Regions from separate parts of the Rattus norvegicus genome. Here all the other regions are linked to region 3. A link is a contact called in public Hi-C data. All regions are on one chromosome and are shown on one strand. Each heading gives the region's core, a stretch centred on a gene start, on an enhancer-like site or on the middle of the called end of the contact. The rest is flanking DNA. Distances are from core to core; before and after follow the strand shown. Region 1 has its middle 340 kb from the start of Mir802. Region 2 has its middle 320 kb from the start of Runx1. Region 3 holds the start of Runx1 (RUNX family transcription factor 1).

What was found. A called contact is a pair of places that touch in the nucleus more often than the background predicts.
Region 1: a contact with region 3 is called in a Hi-C map of the A7r5 cell line, with 4 times the contacts expected there. The contact joins the enhancer-like site here to the promoter of Runx1 in region 3. A contact is called at or near these places in 3 of 12 Hi-C or Micro-C datasets (the A7r5 cell line, Schwann cells and psoas muscle).
Region 2: a Hi-C map of mammary epithelial cells shows a contact between it and region 3, with 6 times the contacts expected there. The contact joins the enhancer-like site here to the promoter of Runx1 in region 3. A contact is called at or near these places in 6 of 12 Hi-C or Micro-C datasets (the Rat2 cell line, kidney, liver and 2 more).

What each region holds. Positions count from the first base shown.
Region 1 is chr11:45,770,199-45,773,044 of GRCr8, forward strand. No RefSeq gene overlaps it. Among named protein-coding and RNA genes, the nearest start is that of Mir802, 340 kb to the right of the region's middle. Within about 2 kb of position 1,378, at least 1 of the 93 cell types and tissues checked has an H3K27ac peak or open chromatin away from gene starts, as enhancers often do. A contact at or near this core is called in the A7r5 cell line, where this site is marked.
Region 2 is chr11:45,742,154-45,744,873 of GRCr8, forward strand. No RefSeq gene overlaps it. Among named protein-coding and RNA genes, the nearest start is that of Runx1, 320 kb to the left of the region's middle. Within about 2 kb of position 1,263, at least 6 of the 93 cell types and tissues checked have an H3K27ac peak or open chromatin away from gene starts, as enhancers often do.
Region 3 is chr11:45,419,927-45,422,626 of GRCr8, forward strand. It overlaps Runx1 (RUNX family transcription factor 1), which reads right to left and starts at 1,399. Exons shown (of 6, transcript NM_017325.2): 1 at 731-1,399. The coding sequence starts at 1,000.

The DNA.
Region 1 (2,846 bases), core at 128-2,627, 350 kb after region 3:
TCTCCCCCGTGTGGGCTGCCCCTGTGGTTTGCTGCCAACCAAGGGGCTATGGCAAAGATGGCTAGACACAAAAGATTGGTAATTATATATGATTGTCTTATCCATGTGTTCTCCTCCCTCCCCACACACACTGACCTTAAGGAAGTAAGTAGGTCTTCACACACTAGGCAATTTCAAACACTAAGGAATGACTAAACATCCCAGAGTCTAGCAAGGCTTGCAATACAATAAGATCCGCAACAAAACAAGTCACTGATCTTTGAGGCCACAAGGACTTGAATTTTAACAACAGTATGTTAACTTGAAAATGGATCCATTTCCAGTCAAGCCTCAGATGAGTCCCCAACCCCAGCAACACCTTCACTGCAGCCTTGTAAGACAAAGACATAAATCCAAACTGTGTCTAAATCCTGACCCAGAGCAGCTGCAAGGGGAGACACTACATCGTTTTAATCACTGTGTGTGTGTGTGTGTGCGCCTGTGCATGTGTGTGTGCCTGTGCCTGTGTGTGTGTGCCTGTGTGAATGTGTGTGTGCATTTGTGTGTGCCTGTGTGTGCATGTGTGTGTGCCTGTGCACGTGTGTGTGCCTGTGTGTGTGTGTGTGTGTGTGTGTGTGTGTGTGTGTGTGTGTGTGTGGTTTTCTTGCTCCACCAGGGCAGACAAATTCATCAGGATCTGCACTTCCACTGTTAGTCAGCATCTGCGCTACAAGTGTGCAGTGTATCAAGTGGGCTCTGGGCATAGGACATTGCATAGTGTTTGCCGTTCGATACAAATACAGCCTGCTGGCAACACCCCACAGACACCCGAACTCTACTGTGACAACAGCTGAGCAAGCACAGCCCTTGCACCATTGACCTTGTTTAATGATTTCTCCCATAAAATATTCCTTCTTAGCCAGATTAAATGTTCCTGACAGAACAACCTTATTTACTGAGGTCATTGTACCTACACATGCTCTCGCCGTTTTAATAAAGTTACTGACGAGCTTCAAGTTCCTGAACGAAGTTTGAGACATCTTGCATTATAAAAGAAGACAGAACTTGGAAGCAACCAGTCTCAGGACATAAAATGAAGCTATTTTTTCAGGCTTCCGATCGATGTTTGCCAGAAGTCTTTGGGCAAACTAGGTTGGCCATATAAGAAATACCATCTTTTAATGAAATAGACTATTATGAATTTAAATAGCAAATTAATAGGATGATTATGTGCATTGTACACTGTGGTTAAATGATTCTATATGTCTGCAGTGGAATAATTAGAACTGTCTTGGGTTTTAGTGACTGTGGATTTTGTGGTTAATAGTGTTGTCTGGTCTTGTTATAACAGTTGTTTGGGTGTATAAGTATCTCTGTAGGTGATTCACAGACAAGTTCCAGGTCACTAGAGCATAGCCACAGGAATCTATGGCACTGGTCAGCACCAGGCACGGGACACTTCTCACACCCCCTCTTGGTTTTCAGCTTTTCTTTCTTTCTTTCTCTCTTTCTTTCTTATTTATTTTTATCGGATATTTTATGTATTTACATTTCAAATGTTATCCCCTTTGCCTCCCCACTTCCCTCTGCTATGCAGATGCTCCCACTCCCACCCACCCACTCCCGCCTCAATGCCCTAGCATTCCCCTACACTGGGTTATTGAACTTTCACAGGACCAAGGGCGGCCTCTCCTCCTATTGATGCTGGACAGTGCCATCCTCTGCTAAATATGCTGCTGGAGCCATGGGTCCCTTCATGTGTAGTCTTTGGTTGGTGATTTAGTCCCTGGGAGCTCTGGGGAATTCAGTTGGTTGATATTTTTTTCTTCCTTTGGGGTTACAAACCCCTTCATTTCCTTCAGTTCTTTCTCTAACTCCTCCACTGGGGTCCCCATGCTCAGTCCAATGGTTGGCTGCAAGCATCCTCAGCTGTATCAGTACGGCTCTGGTAGAGCCTCTCAGGAGACATCCATATCAGGTTTTCAGCTTTTCTTGTGAGTCAAAGACCAGCTTCTATCTCATAAGCAAAGACCAAAATATGTTTCCTGAGTCTAGAGATCCTTTCTGTAACGTAAAAGGACGTAAAAGGAAGACGGGAATGTCCTTCCTCTATAGGAAATGTAAACTTTGCCTCTTGGAAATTAACTGTTTTTTTTTAAATTTTTGTTCCTTTAATGTGTATTTATTTTTATGTTATATGCATTTGTTGAGCGAATGTATGTGTACCATGTGCATGGATGAGTCTGCCAATGTCAGAGAAAAGCTCTGGATCTCCTCAAACTGGATTTACAGGTGGTGGCCAAACTCCATGTGGGTGCTTGGGACCGAACCCAGGTCCACTGTAAAAGCAGTAAGTTCTCTTACGCACTAAACTAGCTCTTCAAGCCCAGCTCTGGTATATTTTTTTTTAAAAATGCATATTCATATGGTTGCTTTCTCTGGAGTAAGTGTTATATATTTTTAGACTTTACTTTGAATCGTCTGTGTGTGAAGCGGGGATGTTCGTATGAGTGCAGGCCCCCATGGTGGCCATAGAGGGTGCTGCGTCTTGTGGACTTGGAGTCACAGGCACTTGTAAACCATCCAACAAGCCGCTGACCACTGAACTCAGGCCCTCTGCTTGTGTGCGCTTCTAATGTCTAAGCCACCTCTCAGACCCCAATACATGTGGTTTCGAAGTTCATTGCTTTCCCCAAATCCGGAACTTTATCTTAGAGCCTTCCCTCTGGATCATACTGTCTTTAAGTCTATTGCTTGTGTGTTTGCTAGTATTCCATACAGAAGAGCATTGTGTCTTCTAGAAGTAAGCAAAATCACGAACATAAGACGCATGTGTGGAAAGCAAGCAATTAAGAGTTACCCAGTAA
Region 2 (2,720 bases), core at 13-2,512, 320 kb after region 3:
TTTCTTCTGCCAAGAAGAAATCCACCGATATTTATTAATCGCCTACTGCCAGCTAATCACCAGGCAGGCAGCACGGACACCACGTCTGTTCTTGGGGCATCCCCCCTCCCATGCTCCTCTTGGGCTCCATGAAACAGGCGGCCAGACTGCTCTCTTTTGGACTCAGAATATATTTTCTCAGAGGAAGAGGATCCCTCAGAAAGCTGCTTTCTGTCTCTGAGCTCCCTGTAAGCTTGAGGGTTGATAAATACTCATCTAGTTGGCCAAACACAACGTTAAACATTTTATTTAAGGGAACAAATCATTAATTCATTTTTTTTAAAGTTCTACCTTTCTGCTCTTTCAGAGTTAATTTTGGGAGCTTATCACAAAATGAACTTGATTGTAGTGGCCTCAGAATTGGCAATCTGAATCACAATAGGTGCTCTGGGAAAGACAGTTCTAAGGATGGGAAAACCCCACAATCTTTGCCTGGATTTCAGAGAAATGGATAATTTCAGTTATCAGAGAATCTGATAACCGTTAATAACTGAAAAAGTTTGTTTCTTCTTTGCTGAACCATCATCTATCTACCTGCAAGGAACAAATTTTAGATATTTACCTTTAAATGTTTTTGAAAGCCATTTAAAGAAAAATAGAGGAAAAGTAAAAAGGAGGTTTGAGTCGGAATTGAGTTTGTTGGGATAATTAGGTTCCCTCCTCCCTCAACAGTTATGTTTTATAATAAACTTGTTGGATGCCATTTATGTATTTTTAATGTTATTCACGTTAGCGCTATATTATATAAGCTCACAAACTGCCAGTGTGCCTTATTCTCTTGCCCTCGCATAGCTGTGAGTCTGTCTTTATTGTTTGGTTAAGCCACCTTGTAATACTATATCTTTTGTAGAAATGTGTTCCTGGATGAATAAACCCCTCTGGGCTCGTGAAAGCCTTACCTTCACCGAGCGAGACTGACCAGCATGAGGAGCGCCCAGGATCGAGCTCTCGACCCATAATTTTCTATGGGAAAGTCATCATGAAAGCTGGCAGGGCGGCGTGTGTGGAGCCAGTCCAAGGGACCCAGCCTCCCCTCTGTTGTTTCAAACAGTCAACAGCTGCCCGGCCTGTTTTTCCCATCACCCTTCAGGATTGCGTTAGACAAAAATTCACCTTATAAAAAAAATCATGAAAACTGAGAACAGGGAAACGGCCACTGTGTGCTGAGTCTCTGTGGTCCTGGGCTCTGCTCCTGGGTTTGGCACCTGCCCCGAGGGGGCTGCATTCTCTGCCCAGCAGGGAGTTCCAGCTGACCTGCTGAGAATGTCCCGCCTGAGTCACCGCCTTTAACTCCATCAGTGCCATTTGCTGCCCGCTCGGATGTTTCTGAACAGCTGCTTGGCTCGGAACCCATCCAGTAACTGGAAATGCGGCCATCGTCTGGCTGGTTTTCAAAAATGGAGTCAGAGGCAGGGTTGGGAGGAGAGAGAAAAGCACAAACCCAATCAAGACAGACAGACAGCTTGCTCCCTTTCCTCATTGATGGCCTTGAAGTCCTTAGAGAGCAAGGGGCAACCAAATAAACGCAGTTCGTCCCGTTTTTTTCTTACTTTCTGCCTCTTATTGTTTCCCTAAGGAAGTTGGGTGCGATCTCACGCGGGGATTTCACGGTATGTAGAAATTTACTCCCCTCAAGGAGCCTGTCTGATGGCTACACTTTTAAACTTACCCATCCCCATCCTGTTTTCCAAGCACAACAGTGACTGTTTCCCTTGCTCTGGAAACATTTCCACATTTGAAGTTCATTTTTGACTCCATCAACAAGTTTTTAGGGGCTTCGATTGAACAAGTTTCTCGCCTACACATTAACCAGGATATCTGAGAAACATTAGACGTGATCCTTGGATTCAGGAATTTGTAATGAAGTGGAGAGAGAGAGAGAGAGAGAGAGAGAGAGAGAGAGAGACAGAGAGAGAGAGAGACAGAGAGAGAACCCGATTCCGATTCAAATGGATGGTCCAGGAACAATATGGGGGAGGTGGGAAGGGGGTTACATCAAAGTTCCAGATGCCTGCTAGAGCTATTCCGGCTTCTGAAGTTCAGAGCATTGCTCTGGAAAGTTGATTTTCAATCTAGAATGATGGTAACCGAGTGAGATTGAATTGACTTTGTAAACATGAGCAGAGCCTCAGCCCTGGGCACACAGCCCAGGGGCCTGTTAAAGGCTGAAGCACACACAGGGGCAGGGATCATTGGATGGGAAGTCTGTGATCTCTGTGTGCATCTTTGTACGCATTAACACATGCATACACTAAAAAGAAAATCTCTCACATCACCAGAGACACTGCAGGGGTGGTAGGCAGTTCCTAGGTCATGGATCCGCCATTTTGTATCTGGGATCCTTACCTGATCCTTACCTGAGGGTGAAAGAGTAGACACGTGTGATAAAGAAGACACTTCGGATTTTTAAGATCTGCAGGTTCTCACTTTTGTTTCTTGAAAGGGGTCTTAGAGGAGGATAGAGGAAAACCAGTCCTCTGTTTTTGTGATGACTATAATGTATCCGTACTGTACTAGTCGGCTTTCCATGTGGCTGCCACCAAATGTTTGATAGGAGCAACTCAATGGAGGAGGGGTACAGCTGGGGACGTCAGAGGGGACAGTGCACCCCACAGAGGAGGCATGCTATACAGACTGGCCTGCAGAGAATAGAGTTTGAGGAACAAGCTCTCACAGCAGGA
Region 3 (2,700 bases), core at 149-2,648:
ACAGGATTCACTACTAGCGGCTTCTGGCAGGAGCAGGCTACAGGCTCGAAAAACTCCTCCGGACTTTGGCAAACTTAACTACGCCTGCCGCGGACTTTGGACACGCTGAATCCGAATCCTATAGGGCGGTTAAAAAAAAAAACAAAACAAAAAACAAACGAACCGGCGGGGTGGGGGGTGGGATCCCTGGCGTCCCCTTGGTTTATTTTTACTGACCGGAAGATAGTAAAGCATCTTTTATTTTATTTCCCGATGCCTTCATTTGAGAGATAGGTGTCCATCTATCTCTTCATTTGAGAGATGGGTGTCCATCCAGAGGTCCAGGGAGCCTAACTAAGGAAGATGGACTGGCCCGCTCCAAGGTTCTAACTTTTTCTAATTTCGTAGCAAAGATAAGGAAGGTCCTTGGCAGATGTTCTGGGATTATCTTAAAAAATAAAAATTAAAAAACAAAAAACAAAAAACCCCCCCAAAAAAAACCAAAAACCAAAACAACCAAAACTCTCTCTTGGATACCTCTGCGGGTGGCCAAGGTGGGTCCCTTCCGAGGGTCGCCACGGCAACGCAGCATCCTCCCCCCCATCCCAAACTCAGTGAGAAGGACCAAACAGAGGCTTATACAGGCAGCACCCTTCTCTAGAAGCCGCCTTAGCCTCTGCCCCCTAGGCTCACTCTGGCCAGCGGCCGGCCTCCACCTGCTCCTCCCGCCACCCTCTCTAGACAGGAGTACCTTGAAAGCGATGGGCAGGGTCTTGTTGCAGCGCCAGTGAGTGGGCAGCACGGAGCAGAGGAAGTTGGGGCTGTCGGTGCGGACTAGCTCGCCGGGGTGGTCAGCTAGTACCTCCACCATGCTGCGGTCGCCGCTCCTCAGCTTGCTGGCCAGGGCGGCGCCGCCATCCGGGGCGCCCAGCGGCAGCGCCTCGCTCATCTTGCCGGGGCTCAGCGCGGTGGAAGGCGGCGTGAAGCGGCGGCTCGTGCTGGCATCTACGGGGATACGCATCACAACAAGCCGATTGAGTAAGGACCCTGAAAACAGCTCCTACTAGACGGCGACAGGGACTCGGATCTTCTGCAAGCTGCTCCCGGGAGACCAACATACAAGTTCAGGAGCCTTTATTACTACCGGAGGGTTGTGGGGGTAGCAGGACTGAGATCTAGTTACGCGGATCGGCCTTACACCCAGGCAGGGTTAGCAACTGGCCGCTTAGTGCATTGAAAAGTGGGCAACCCAGAATTCAAAGTCAAATGCCCCAAGGAGCCTCGCTTTCAGAGTTTGGAGTTCAGTCTTTGGCTATTACAAACGGTCCCGGAGGCAAAATTCCCGTATGCGTCCTAAAATATTTATGCGCAGAATTAAAAAAAATGACCAGAAAAAAAAAAAAAACAAACTAGATTTGGAAGTTCCAGCAGTTCATTGCCTGTCAGTTTGTTTTTCTTTCTTGCGGGTCAGTTTTGTTTAAAGTCTCAACAAAATACAAAACTTGGGAGTGTCTTCCATACAGAGCGCCCCTCTTACCATGAAAAACTCACTTCGTTCTCAAAAGCGAGAGCCGCCAACTTTCAAAGATTGTGCTACTAATGTATGTGCTCGTATATATAGATATATACACATGATCTACTTCATAAAATATTTACAATACAATCTGTAGAGAATTTAAACACAACAGAAATCCATTAATGTTCGCCGCAGTTTTTTTTTTTTTTTTTTAAGTAGCCTTGAAAATCAGCTTCAGTAGTTAGAAGACTGGGATAGAAGCACTTGTCATTATTCTCTCAATAAATTCTGGCCAAATAAATGGTCAGTACTTTACGAAGATCTCTAGCTAATCTTAAAAAAAAAATCAAATTCGATGACACTCAGGGTAGAGCTTCCCACAGCTGAGGACTCTGGTTTGGGAACGATGGTTAAGTTTGTGGCTGATCCTGTGGTTTGGTGGGAGTTGAGCCGCAGTTGGGTCACACACACACAGGCAGACATGCACTCTTCGGAAGTCAGCCACTGTCTACATTGGTTGAGTGAGTCAGCCCAGACTCTGGCAGTAGCAAGATGATCTTCCTCCAACGTCGCCCGGCGCTGGCTGGTTTTCTGCTGGGGCGCACAAATACCCACGAGCGAGCACCGTGTAACCGCAGCAGGTGGAGCGGGCCTGGGAGGAGGCGCCGTAGACCAGTAGACTCGAGTTACACACGCTCACTCCCACGCACCCTGCCACGCACACGCAACTTCACCGCTCGCCTGGAAGCCCGGAACACTTTCTCCCGCAGTTGTCAAAAGAAACAATCGGAGAAAAGTTTACAGCCAGGAGAAAAGTTGAAACATCCAAAGCCTAGACGCCGGTTCATTCAAAAGTAAGAAAGGAAAAACAAAAAGAAAAGGAAAACAAGGAGGTCCAACGCAGATCTAAGAAGAGCGGCAAAGGGTGACTTTCTTGCGTCTCCGGTAGCTCAGGATGGAAGTGCCAGCCGCGGGGCCGGGCGGCGTGGTGCCCTGGCTGGGTCCGGCCGCGGGGCGCCCGTCCTGCCCGCGCCCGCTGGCTCTATGAATGAGAGTGCCTGGAAATGAACGTGCTTTTACTGTAAGCCCGGCCCGAGGAATTCCATTCCCTCAGCTCGTTTGCATAGGGGAGACCGACGGCCAATCACAGGCCTTTCCGGTATCAGGCTGGGCGCGGCCGGCTGCCGCGCTCCTGGAATTGGCCC